Linked DNA regions of Sus scrofa: regions 1 and 2 are each linked to region 3. A link is a contact called in public HiChIP or PLAC-seq data. All regions are on one chromosome and are shown on one strand. The core of a region is the stretch at or near the end of the contact, and the rest is flanking DNA. Distances in the headings are between cores, read along the strand shown.

The links. HiChIP or PLAC-seq counts read pairs in DNA pulled down with a chosen protein or histone mark.
Region 1: a contact with region 3 is called in an H3K27ac HiChIP or PLAC-seq map of alveolar macrophages. The contact joins the promoter of FAM162A here to the promoter of GOLGB1 in region 3. A contact is called at or near these places in 1 of 5 promoter capture datasets (liver), 3 of 47 Hi-C or Micro-C datasets (heart right ventricle and liver) and 1 of 2 datasets of contacts at active chromatin or transcription factors (alveolar macrophages).
Region 2: a contact with region 3 is called in an H3K27ac HiChIP or PLAC-seq map of skeletal muscle, with 4 times the contacts expected there. The contact joins the promoter of GTF2E1 here to the promoter of GOLGB1 in region 3. A contact is called at or near these places in 1 of 47 Hi-C or Micro-C datasets (heart right ventricle) and 1 of 2 datasets of contacts at active chromatin or transcription factors (skeletal muscle).

What each region holds. Positions count from the first base shown.
Region 1 is chr13:138,149,846-138,154,144 of Sscrofa11.1, reverse strand. It overlaps FAM162A (family with sequence similarity 162 member A), which reads left to right and starts at 2,433. Exons shown (of 5, transcript NM_001243573.1): 1 at 2,433-2,565. The coding sequence starts at 2,532. CCDC58 (coiled-coil domain-containing protein 58) reads right to left here and starts at 1,719. Exons shown (of 5, transcript XM_003358793.4): 1 at 1,396-1,719. The coding sequence starts at 1,611.
Region 2 is chr13:139,607,496-139,611,567 of Sscrofa11.1, reverse strand. GTF2E1 (general transcription factor IIE subunit 1) reads left to right here and starts at 2,085. Exons shown (of 5, transcript XM_021070303.1): 1 at 2,085-2,223. It overlaps RABL3 (rab-like protein 3), which reads right to left and starts at 2,404. Exons shown (of 8, transcript XM_021070305.1): 1 at 1,891-2,404. The coding sequence starts at 1,936.
Region 3 is chr13:138,752,188-138,756,459 of Sscrofa11.1, reverse strand. GOLGB1 (golgin subfamily B member 1) reads right to left here and starts at 1,657. Exons shown (of 23, transcript XM_021070274.1): 1 at 1,627-1,657.

The sequences.
Region 1 (4,299 bases), core at 1,184-3,683, 600 kb after region 3:
CTTTGGGAGTTCCTGCTGTGGTGCAGCAGAAATGAATCTGACTAGGAACCATGAGATTGTTGAGTTCAATCCCTGGCCTCTTTCAGTGGGTTAAGGATCTGGCATTGCGGTGAGCTGTGGTGTAGGCTGCAGACACAGCTTGGATCCTGTGTTGCTGTGGCTGTGGCTGTGGCCAGCAGTTGTAGCTCTGATTGGACCTCTAGCCTGGGAAACTCCATATGCCCTGAGTGTGGCCCTAAAGAAAAAAAAAAAGAACAAGAAACTTCTTCGGCCAAATGTTTGTCAATAGTTCAGTCTGTCGCGATTATCTTCAAAAATGTCACTCTCTACAAAACAGCTCAAAGCACAATGCTTACGACAGAGGTCAATGATACATGCAATCATTTTTCAATATCTTTAGTTAAAAATACCTTTGTGTGGTCACGATTTTTTTTTTTTTTGTCTTTTCTAGGGCCGCTCCTGCAGCATATGGAGGTTCCAAGGCTAGGGGTCCAATCGGAGCTGTAGCCACCGGCCTACGCCAGGGCCACAGCAACGCGGGATCCAAGCCATGTCTGTGACCTACACCACAGCTCACTGCAACGCCAGATCCTTAACCCACTGAAAGAGGCCAGGGATTGAACCCGGAACCTCATGGTTCCTAGTCGGATTCGTTAACCACTGCGCCATGACGGGAACTCCTAGTCACGATTTTTAAATTCAACTCTATCTAGGCAGTGGCACATTTATGCCTACATTGGAACAGATAACGTCATAGTAGCTTGGTCGAAATCTAGACACCCTGTTCTTTAATTCATTGGTTAATAAGTTGCCCTGGACCTCTGGCGTTTGAATATATAAAAGAGCCTATTTCCTAAATGTTACATTCTCTCTAAGGATTAGGAGGCAGAGAACCAGAGCAAGTACTAGAATTAATCACCCCTCCATGGCTCCAAATGTTCTGCCCTACCACAATAGTAAAACAAGTTTTTGCTTTATCAAAACAAAACAAAAAAAAGTAACCTCTCCTCCAGTTTCTTCTCATCTACAAATGCTTAACTTAAAGTAGGAGAAGAATAGCAGAAGCTAAGAAGTGAGTTCAGTGGATGGCTAAAATGTTGTTAAAACCCCTACCCACTCGGCCTGGGTTCAGCTTTACCGCCGAGGAACCACCTGGCGTTCCTGGGTGCAGTTAATCAAGGCTTGGGAGTCGCAGGGAGAACCATGACCCCAATGGAGCACCCTCACTCCCTAAGGCCAAGCTGTGCCCCCATGACCTCCAATGGCTCGAAAAAGGAGTTTTGAACTGCCCGATTCTGCCCCAACTGGTCCGCACTCCCTTCCAAGCTAGAGCAGGGAACAGGGGCCCAGAACAAAAGAAGGGGCACGCCTGCCACACGAAAAAAAACCCATCACCTGGAACTCGGCGAACTCCTCACAGTTCACACTGCCACTGGGCGCCGCCATATTGGACAAACACGAGGCCCCCGCCGCGAGCCAATCACCGCGGAGCAAAGGTGTCCGCGGCGCCGCCTGACCAAAAACAACTAGGGGACTCGAGACAGCCAAGCTCAAGCTTTGTCTTTTCCTATGCTCGCCACCCACACCGAAACTCGTAACGCTGCTATCCATCTTTTTATTCCTGTTCCTTTAAGATATCTTCTTGGAACCGGCCCAGATACATGGATCGAAGAAAGCCAGAACTTTAAGGGATCGTTTTTCTCCAATCCCTTTCTCTTACAAAAAGGGAAAACAGTTTCCGGGTCGCACCAACTAGGTTGTCCCAGGGGGAACTCTAAAGTCGAAGTGAGGTTTTTCTTAACCCTTCCATCCAGTCCCTAGAGCAAAGGAGCTTTTCAGAATTTGGGCCGACCAAGAAATGTAAAGAAAAGGTGTTTCTGGCAGTGTGGGGTAAAGGATGAATAAGGTAATAGGTATGGAAATAATGAAGTGTTTACTTCTACTTTAAAAAAATAGGCAAATAGAAAACAACATAGGAAGCATACATGTGAATTTCTCAGGTAGCAAGTCAGCAAGAGGTGAAAAACACTGGTCACTAGGAACCCAGTTATGTAGTTTTGATACAGGCGTATACGTATTCATTGAAAAATGAAAAAAAAAATGTATTGACTTACTGAATTACCGAGGCAGTGTGACTTTGGGATCTACAGTTCACAAAATTCCTACAATAAGCACATTACTTTGTTTCTATTTTAAACGAGTACTTTCTTAGATGCAACATTGCAAAACCCTTCAATAAACTCCAAAGGAATATTCTTAAGGACAAGTCCAGGATTAGGCGCCAAGCGGGGCGGAGCCCAGCGGGCCGGCAGAAGGTACAGTCTGACCTCCATGCACGATCTGCACGCTCTGCGCGTCACGCACGCCCCGCCCACAACCCCGCGCGCAAAGCACGACCCCTCATCCCGCAGGCCCCGCCCGCCGGTGCCTCTCGAGGCCTTACTTTCTCAGCGCTGGGTGACATTGAGCACAGAGCGCAGCCGCACCACCGCCGGCCTGGGCCTCTCTGCTGGTCCGCGGAGTGGGCGGCCATGGGGAGCCTCCGCAGCCTGCGCCTGGCGGCTGGTGAGACGCGGGCCCGGCTGGGGGTGGGCAATCGCTTTGCATGAAGGAATCTTTCAGCCTCCTCAGGCCTGTTAGGTGCTCTGTTTTATTAGGCATTCCCCTCAAGTAGTTTGGAATCCTACTCCCAGAGTAGCAATAGTGGGAGACAGCTGGGGCCTAGCGAGCCACTGGTAAGAAAGCACTGAGGGCTATCTCCGAGTGACCCTTCCACCTGGCTCTCCACCCACCCAGCTCCCACCTAGTTAAGGAGCCTATGCTCAGGGATCACTTTCCCCACCCCCATCCCCTCTGAGCTCACCTGTCATCTCTAGAACGTCCCCCCATTTCCTGATCCGTTCAGCTTCGTAACCTCCTGTCCCGTAGGTTACCTGAGTCTCCCGCCTGCTCCCACCCCCATCATCTCTAGAGTTAATCCCTACACTCAGAGAAAACTTGGAGTCTAGGGTTTCCTACCCATTCGTTATCTGAATAGGCAAGAGATTTAAGGTCTCATAGAGTAATTGCAATTGTTTTCTTAAAATGAGGTGTGTGTGCACATTTCTTTTATATAATTCTACAATAAAAGAGTTCCCGTTGTGGCTCAGTGGGTTAAGATCCGGACTAGTATCCATGAGGACGCAGGAGGGATCCCTGGCCTCCTTCAGTGGGTTAAGGATCCGGCGTTGACTCAAGCTTGCAGATTTAGCTCGGATCTGGTGTTGTGTTGGCGTAGGCCTGCAGTTGCAGCTCGGATTAGACCCCTTGCCAGGGGAACTTTCATATGCCTCAGGTGCAGCTCTAAAAAAAAAAAAAAGATTCATTTTCTCTTGAAGGAAAATGAATCTCTTGCAGTTTATGTAAATAGAGGGTCTGCGGTTTGTTTTCCTAGTAGACATTTGTGTAGTGACCATTTGGAGTTAGAGTTTAATTTACCTTCTTGCCTAGTAGGGGCTGAAAAATCAGAGTGTTTGCCTTTTGTCTCTTTTCTGGGCACCAGGGCAGATCATTCTATTGATCACCTTTATGAACTTTGATAAGGTGTAATGATTGATTCCTTAGTACCAAATTACTTAAACAGTTTTTTGTTTTGTTTTGTTTTGTTTTGCTTTTTTAAGGGCCACACCCTTTGCATATGGAGGGTCCCAGGCTATGGGTGGAATCGGAGCTTCACCTACTAGCCTACACCACAGCCATAGCAATGCAGGATCCGAGCCGCGTCTTCGACCTACCCCACAACTCATAGCAACGCCAGATCCTTAATCCACTGAGCGAGGCCAGGGATTTAACCCTCAACCTCATGGATTCTAGTTGGGTTTGTTAACCACTGAAACACAAAGGGAATTCCTTAAACAGTTGTTTAATTCAAATTTTGAAGGAAGAATTGCCCCCAAACTTGGCTGAGATCATGTAAATGTACATTGTAAATGTAATTGAAGTAATGTAAAAAAAGTTATCCTTTACATGGCTTATTTTGCATTTCAGTGGAGTATGGACTGGAAAACATGTCTCATACTGAATATTATTTACTTTCTTTAAAACATATACCCTCTCCACTAAAAAAGATTGATTTCATTGATTGGTTCAGCTTCGAAGAACTAATTTGCCTAAAATCTTTTGTATGCATTCTGTTAACCTTTCCAGCAATGTAAGAGAAAGAACCATTGCTCTATAAAAAAGCCATATAAAAGGGACTTTGACCTGGAACTGAGTGTTTGTAAGTAGTTCATCTTCTTGCCTTGAGAATATATTTATGCA
Region 2 (4,072 bases), core at 836-3,335, 850 kb before region 3:
AGGTAATAACTGATTTTACACATATAGCCTAACATCAGTGAATGTGTGACAAGATCAGTCACTTTCCCAGTGGGCACTGCTGTGTCTTCTCTTTTACAACTAAACTATAATAATTTAAAGAAACCTACTAATTGCCTGATCATTTTCCCCATTTAATGCAGCAGCCAATTTAACCCTGTTGCATAACGCACTGATTCCACAGTTATAGCCCCAGCATCTAATTCAGTACCTGTTATGCTGAAGGTTTTAAAAATTTTTTTTGGGGGGGGGAGAATAAATCAACTAGTTTGAACAAAATGTAATGTGAAGAGATTGTTAGATGCAAAAGAAAAGGAATCATAAATGCGAGAGAGCACTCACTTTACATATGATCAAAAACTGTTAACTCTGGATTCCAGTTCTAAATCTTACTTGGTGATACTCTTTCAAAGTCCATTTAGACTAGCACTGCTTTCTTTATCTGTAAAACTGAGTGCTTTTATTAACTTCAACACCACTTCAAGCAAAAGAACTAAAGCTGACATAAATTAGATTATGTTCATAGAATTTCAAAGTGCAACTTTCTGAAGGGAGTATTAAATGCTCAGTAAAATATTTTGTAATTCAACTAATCTTCAGGCAATGTAAAAATGTTCTCAACCATCTCCTCTCCCCAACAACTTTATTGTTTGGTCGGGCTGTTTTTCAGGCTCTTTGGGGTCCTTAACACACCAAGCGAGGCCAGGGATGGAACCTGCAACCTCGATTCCTAGTCAGATTCTTTCCACTGCTCCATGAGGGGAACTCCTGTTCTCTTTAATCTTAATTGAAAACCTCTTATGTGCTGGGTTGTAAGAAATAGAAAAATTAAGATGAGGGTCATACTCATCTTAATGCTAAGCCCAGTTTACTCCTAGTGTTAAAATTATTTTGACACCTTGGACACTTGACAACTGGAACTGAAGTTTTCATTTCCCCCTTTCCACTTCACTCTCATTCTGTTTCTCATTATCTCCATTCCTAAGCTCTTTAAAAACTTGGAATAAATGGTAACTTTGCATTTCATAGATATGCTTTTCTGGAGTTGACTTTTGGATATTTGCTCTGATAGACATTGTGTCAGATGTTTGGAGCCATGAGCTGTGGTGTAGATCGCAGACCTGGCTGGGATTTGGCGTGGCTGTGGTGTGAGCCGGCAGCTGTAGCTCCGATCGATTGGACCCCTAGCCCGGGGAACCTCCATATACTCTGGGTGTGGCCCTAAAAAGCAAAAAAAAAAAAAAAAAAAAGAAGAAAAGATTAAAGAGAATAAAGAAAACAAGAAGCCCAGTTGAGCGTAAAAGATTACTACTACCTGCTATTTCACTAAATAATATAGGTTAGTGTTTTAAGCACACAGGCTCTCGGTTCAAACCAGTTCTGTCATTTACAGCCCTCCGCCTCTCTTTTCTCATCTGTAAAATGGGATAACGGGCCTGATCTCAGGATTGAGTCAATATATGCAAAGCACCTGGTACAGTTTCCTAAGCGCACGTTTGATTTCCTTAATTAACAAAATCTCTTAAAGGAAAGGTCCTAACTTTGTCTCAGCACGGCGTCTAATACCACACTCAGTATCCGCATATGTTTTAAAACAAAGGATCACTAAGCTGCGGTCATCTGGTAGACAGATGTAAAAACCTAAAAAAAACAGAGAAAGGCCCGGGCTCCGCGCCCCCAACACTTGCGAAGCCGCGGCTCGCTTAAACAGAGCAAAGTCCTCTGGGAAGTGTAGTCTTTGGGCCTTGAGAGGGATGTCAGCCCCCCGCCAGAGTCAGTTCATCCGCAGATGGGTGGAGAGGGAGTGAAAGGGGAGGATTTTCATATAACTCAAAAGTGTCGGGAGCCCCAAAGGTGGGTTAAGCGGCTCACCTGAGTCTCCCAACACCAGTACTTTCACCCGATCCAGGGACGCCATCTTGCCAGCTCCTTCCTGAGGTTAACGCCTATTCCGGGATTGAAGACCAATCAGAGCTGGGTATGGAGGGCCGAGTCTTCAATGCCATTGGCCAATCGGAATGTGACTGATTTGATTGAAGGCCTCACCGTGCTGATTGGCCTGCCTGGTTAAAAGTAGCGGGTGGTTTCTAAAACTGGTCGCAGGAATATGGCGTTTTCTTTGTCGCATAAGTGGCGTGGCTCGTTTAAGCCGGTAGTTGAGGCGCAGAGGGAAGCTGTAGTGGGAGTGTACGAGGATTCGCTTTGGTAAACCTTGTTCCCTGTTCCTTGTCCTCGGTTCCCTGGTTCGACGTCGCCTTTCAGGGTGTCTTCGTTGCTTTTTCCTTAGCTGTCCTCCTCCCCCTTACTCTTTTGAGTCGGTTCTCTGCTTGGTCCTCCAAAGAACCATTGACCCCGGAGCGGCCCATGTGCGACCTCGGGTAGGACTGGCTTGGCTGCGTCAAGTGTGGCCTCTGGACTCAGCTGGCAGAGTCCGAGGGAATTTAGGGCGTCGTGGTTGTCACAGTGGGGCGGAAACGAACATTTGGGAACGGGGCTGGTCCAGAGGTTTCGCGGTGATAATGCCACTTTATGTATGAAGCCGTGGAGACTATCGTGAAGTGTGGCTAACTGAGAAAAACCAGGTGGATGTATAGAATCCACGTTATTCCAGATTTGGAATAGTAATATATCGAAATCTAACAGAACTCCCCACGTCCACTTCTTCTTTCCCTTCATTTTGCAGTTTGCAGTCAGCAGAATCCTTTAAAATCGCTAATTTGGTGCTGTCACCTCCTGCTTAAAACCATTTGAAGTTTAAGAAGAGGGTTTTCAATACCCTACCTTTCTTTACTCTGGAAGCTGCAGTGGGGAAAGTGAATGGGGGGAGGTGAGGGCTAACAGGGTGGGCATGTTTGAAGAACACGTGCTGAGGAGACCTATTGAAAGTTTTATGGAAATACTTGACCAGCTGTTATCCATACTGGAAAATCAGTGGTGAACAAGATTAAGACCCTTGTCTCCGATGTAGACATTGAGAAAGTATAACTATTCACTGCCACCAAGAAGGGGAAAGAGCTATGGGAGCATGTGAAAGGGGGATGATTCTAAACTGCTAGGGAGAATCTGAGAAGGTGTCTCTGAGGAAATGTCATTTGAGATGTGAAAAATGATTAGGAGAAGGGACTTCGGCCTTTGTTGTGGGGGCGTGTGTAAAGGCTTGGAAGCAGAGAGCATGTGTGGCTCCTGGAATTGAGAGAATGCCATTGTGGCTGCAGATGAGGCTGAGGAGCCTAGACCCAGTACAGAGAGTGCATTCACTTTCAACTTTGTTCTTACAACTCTGCCTGGTGTTTGTGTGATTAGAATACATATGGTTTAAAAACAAAAGCAACTTGCTTTCAGGGGTCTGGGTTAGGTAGGGTAGGGTTGTAGGTGAGACTGATAGGTGACTGATGGACTGATAAGACTAAAAAGAAGAAACCAGACATGGCCCCCAAAGGTCACACACTCAAAAGTCTCCAGAGGCCAGCCAAGCTCCTTCCCTTTTTTAAAGTATCAATTGCTCTTCAGCTGAGTGTTTCCATGTGGGAATATGATCTCACTTTTTCCCTCAGATATTTCCACTTTTGAGAAGTAGCTGAAAATTAAAATTTATGTGATATCTCATGATTTTTATTTCATTAAAAAAAAAATGGGGGGTTTCCTATGGTGGCTCAGCAGAAAATGAACTCTACTGGTATCCATGAGGATGCAGGATCCGACTTTTGTTTTTTGTTTTTTTCCTTTTTTGGGGCCACACCTGCGGCTAGTGGACGTTCCCAGGCTGGGGGTGGAATCAGAGCTGCAGCTGCTGGCCTAACCACAGCAATGCCAGATTCATGCCTCGTCTGCCCCCTGTATTGCAGCTTGTGGGTCCTTAACCCCCTGAGCGAGTCCAGGGATCAAACCTGCATGGATATCCTCATGGACATTACTCAGGTTCTTAACTCACTGAAGCACAACAGTAGCTCCAAATCTCATGATTTTTAAATGTTGACCACTAATTCAGAAAATTTTCAAAACATTTTGAAATCAAAATTAGTCAAATCATGTGGCAGAAGCTGCCAATTTGAGA
Region 3 (4,272 bases), core at 408-2,907:
ACGCCAGAGCCACAGCAACTCGGAATCCGAGCCGCGCCTGCAACCTACACCACAGCTCACGGCAACGCCGGGTCCTCAACCCACTGAGCAAGGCCAGGGATCGAACCCGCAACCTCATGGTTCCTAGTCGGATTCGTCAACCACTGGGCCACGACGGGAACTCCAGCAAGACTTTTTTTATCCTTTTAAATATGTTTTGTGTATTATATAAGTTACATACTTATAGTGTTATTCATATATTATTTATAATTGAGTATACAGTATTTAGAGGATAGTTGCTCAAATATGTATTACTGATAGTGCAATTAAAAATACTTGGAAAGTACTGATGTACTCGAACAAATTTAACAAGCAAAGAGGAAAGCATCAAATGGTCATTCCATGGTCAAAGAATAAAACGTAAAAGCTGTGAAACAGTCAGTGTACAATGTCTGCAATTTTTGAATTCTCTTCAACTCTTCCCTATATCTATTCCATGACCATATCCTGTCACTTCCAAAAGAACACTTACTGATTTTGACAGTTCATAATCATTCTGATCATCCAAATTTAATTACTTCGTGCTTCTGAAAAGGCCTCCAGCCTTTCTGTAGTGAGCTCTCTAGTGCTATCTTGCACAAAACTGTGAGATTCTTTAAAAGCTCGGAAAGCTTCCAACTGTTTCCAAAAGTGAAAGTACTTATCCAGCGATCTTTAAATATCTCTGCCCTACTCTTAAATTGTCTTCTCCCCACAGACCAACTGAAACTCTTCAAGTCAGACAAATATATTCCTCATTTGTCGAGGGGGGTTATCTACCCCTAACACTCCTACACACCAACCTGTTATGCAGAATAAACATCCTCCATTTTCAAATCAAATTCTTTTTCCTCCAGAACTTTCTTCAGGGTTCCCTTTCCTCTAATAACCTCCCTCCGATTCCTGGGATTTTAGTCTTAATGGGATTGCAAGGATCATCCCTCTCTCTGAACCTCCCCAGCAACTCAGTAGCAGGATCCAGGATCCTTCGACAGACCCACATTTGCGTTAATAGCGCCAATGTTTCTGTGATCTCCGCCCTCAAGACCTTGGATTTGTTTGGCTCCCGCCTCCCCTTCCAGACACTAAGTTTGTTTAGGGCCTGACCGCAGAGGGGCCGGGCAGGTTCTCTCCGACGTCGGCTGCTGCGTACACAGGTCGGCCTGAGCAGGCTGCTTAGGGAACGAGGCTGTGCGGACAGGGCTGACCCGAGCGCCTTTCTCCGCCTATCCCAGAGGAGAAAAGTCCAAAGGAGGGGGCGGACAGTGCATATGTGCCTGGAGGCCGTGTAGGGCGACCCTGAAACCATCCGGCGGCGCCAGCCGGCGAGTAAACAATTGGAACCAGGCCCTGTAGATGAAGGAAGGTGGATTAAAGGGCCGGATCCAGGACTAAATCAGGAGAGGCGGGACAGGGAGGGGACCCGAGTGTGGCTGCTTCGGCAGACCTGCGGGCCTTGTGGTGGGGGTGACCGTTACAAGGCTCAAGGAAGGGAGGAGTTGGGGAGTATCCCCCACTCACCTGGAAGAGGTTGTTGCCGGAGGCTCCAGCTGCCCCCCTCCCAAATTTAAGCCACGTCAGCTCGGGAATCCCGTACACGACACCCACCTCCGCCGCGCCCCGCTGCCGGACTCAACCACTCGCTGTTGGGACGGAAACTGGGATTAGGATATGGACCAATCAGGGCTATTGACAGGGCGTTACCAGGGAGACCAGGCACGCCTTGTTTGTACCTAACCCGTCAACAATGACCGAGACCAATCAAAGTCAGGAAATGCTCCGCTTCCTCAAAGAAACAGCCAATAGACTCTAAAGAGTGGAGGAGGGGTGGAGTCAGACCCGAGAAAGTGTTCCGGAAGAAAATTTGGGGAAGAGCCGGAAATGCCGGGAGGGCGGGCCTTCTTGGTAAGGTCAGGTGTTTCCAAAGTAAAGTGGCTGCGCTTATTGCTTCTGATACCTCCGCGGGGTTGGTCAAAACTGATCGACATTGTAGCTTGGGCTTTCGCGGAGACTCTGCACTGCAGAAACCAGCTGCCATTAGGATTGCTAAATGAGCTGTGAGGAGGGTATAAGAATGTGGGTTTTGGAGTTCCCGTCGTGGCGCAGTGGTTAACGAATCCGACTAGGAACCATGAGGTTGCGGGTTCGGTCCCTGCCCTTGCTCAGTGGGTTAATGATCTGGCGTTGCCGTGAGCTGTGGTGTAGGTTGCAGACACGGCTCGGATCCCGCGTTGCTGTGGCTCTGGCGTAGGCCGGTGGCTACAGCTCCGATTCAACCCCTAGCCTGGGAACCTCCATATGCCGCGGGAGCGGCCCAAGAAATAGCAACAACAACAACAGACAAAAAGACAAAAGACAAAAAAAAAAAAAAAGAATGTGGGTTTTGCTCTTAGAGTCATAAAATATTAGACCGGAAAGTAGGACATCTAATATGACTTTTTCATTTTACTGATGAAAAATGAGAACCAGATTAAAGTGACTTTCACAAACAGCGACTTACTAATGTGACTCGGACTAGGTAGAACTTGGCATCTGTATGAAAGGATCAGAGATGTTTCTAAGGATTTGAGTTAGAGGGAAAGTAGTGAATACCAGAGAATGCCTTTTAATAAGTGGTGTCAGAACTGGCCCTTAAGCAGGTGAGGGTTGAGGGCTCTGGTACTGGGACAGGAGTCAGTGAGGTGCTCCAGTAACAGTCACAGAGCCTCTAAGGAAAGGAATAAAAGTAGCCAGCTCCTGTGATATCAGGGACTCCCTTGACAATTAGTATTATTTGAATTTATTGAGACTTACTGTGTGTCAGGCACTCAGCCCACCCTATGCATCCTCGTGCTAATGTTTATTACATAAATCTTTGTGGATCAAACATCAGTAAGGCATTTTCTGGTGACCATCTAAATTGTAGTCCCCTGTAATTAGTGTGTACTGTTCTTGGACTTGGCGATATAGCTGAGATCAAGGGAAAACAAATTCCTGCCATTTTGAAAACAATAATTTAGTGAGGAGAGAAAAAACTAAACAGTTGGCTCTTGAACAACACAGGTGTGAATTGCCCTGGTCTAAGAAAACACTGATTTTTTTTCAATAATAAATACCATAATACTGCACTATCTGGCCTGTGGTTGTTTCAACCCATGAATACAAAACCACCTGTAATGAAGAAACATATATAGGGATAATGGACTAGAATTTATTCTGGGATTTACCATTTTAGGAGGTCAGTGCCCCTAATTCCCATGTTGTTCAAGGATCAACTGTAATATGGTAGATGGCAAATGCTTAGGAAAAATACAACAGAGAAGGGGTATAGTGGCTGCAGGGGACTGTAATTTTAGAAAAACAGACCAAGCGTGCTGGCTTTTGCTTCATTCTCTTGGACTTCTTAAAACCTGGAATGTACAGAGCAGCACTTCCAGGGCCCAACATGAGCCGAGGCTTGAAGGGCTTCTGCAGGCTCTCGGAGAGATTTTATTTGAGGTCAGTAAGCAAGGAATGTTGCTGAATATCAACTGCAGCTGTTTAGTAATGAGGCACCCAGGCAAGTGCATCAACAGCTGAACCTGCTCCCTGACAATGTGTAGGCCTCTCATACAGCTGTTCTGTGTGTGTTATATTTAAATACAGTCATTAAATAAAATCCTCATTAATCATGATTCCCTAAGAGTGAAGAAGTCTATGAGATCTGGATTTTGTGTGAAAGTATCTGTGTCTATTTGCCTGCGGAGGTCTTGTCTTTCAGTTATATTCCCCTACATCAGCAAAAATACCAGACAGATCCAGAGTATACAGATACCCAATACTCAGAACCTAAGAAAAGATTGTTCTTCAGAAATCCCTGGCCCTCATAAGTAGTCATGGCTGTTTCCTCTGGAAATGCAGAGAGATACTTTGCATACTTGCGTTGCTCATTTCTTACAGTACGCAGTGGCAGTAGATGGGAATAAATGCTCCACCTATGCAGAAGACAGATGGACTGCTGTTCTGTGAATTATTTATTCTGGTGTCCCAAGGAGGCCAATATGATATGGGATAGATTTCAGTCCATTTGTTTCTATGTCCCATCTGGTAGTCATCCTTTATACCAATTGACTCCTAGAAACAGATGCCAGAGGAGGTTCTCGATAGGAATTGGAACTTTCTTCTGACTTTGCTCCTGGGAAGGTTGGCACTCCTGATTAGGCACTAGGCTCAAGGAGAGACTGAGCTGGATTTAGGAAAACTTAGACAAGGCCTAATGAGTTTTGTTTCAAATTC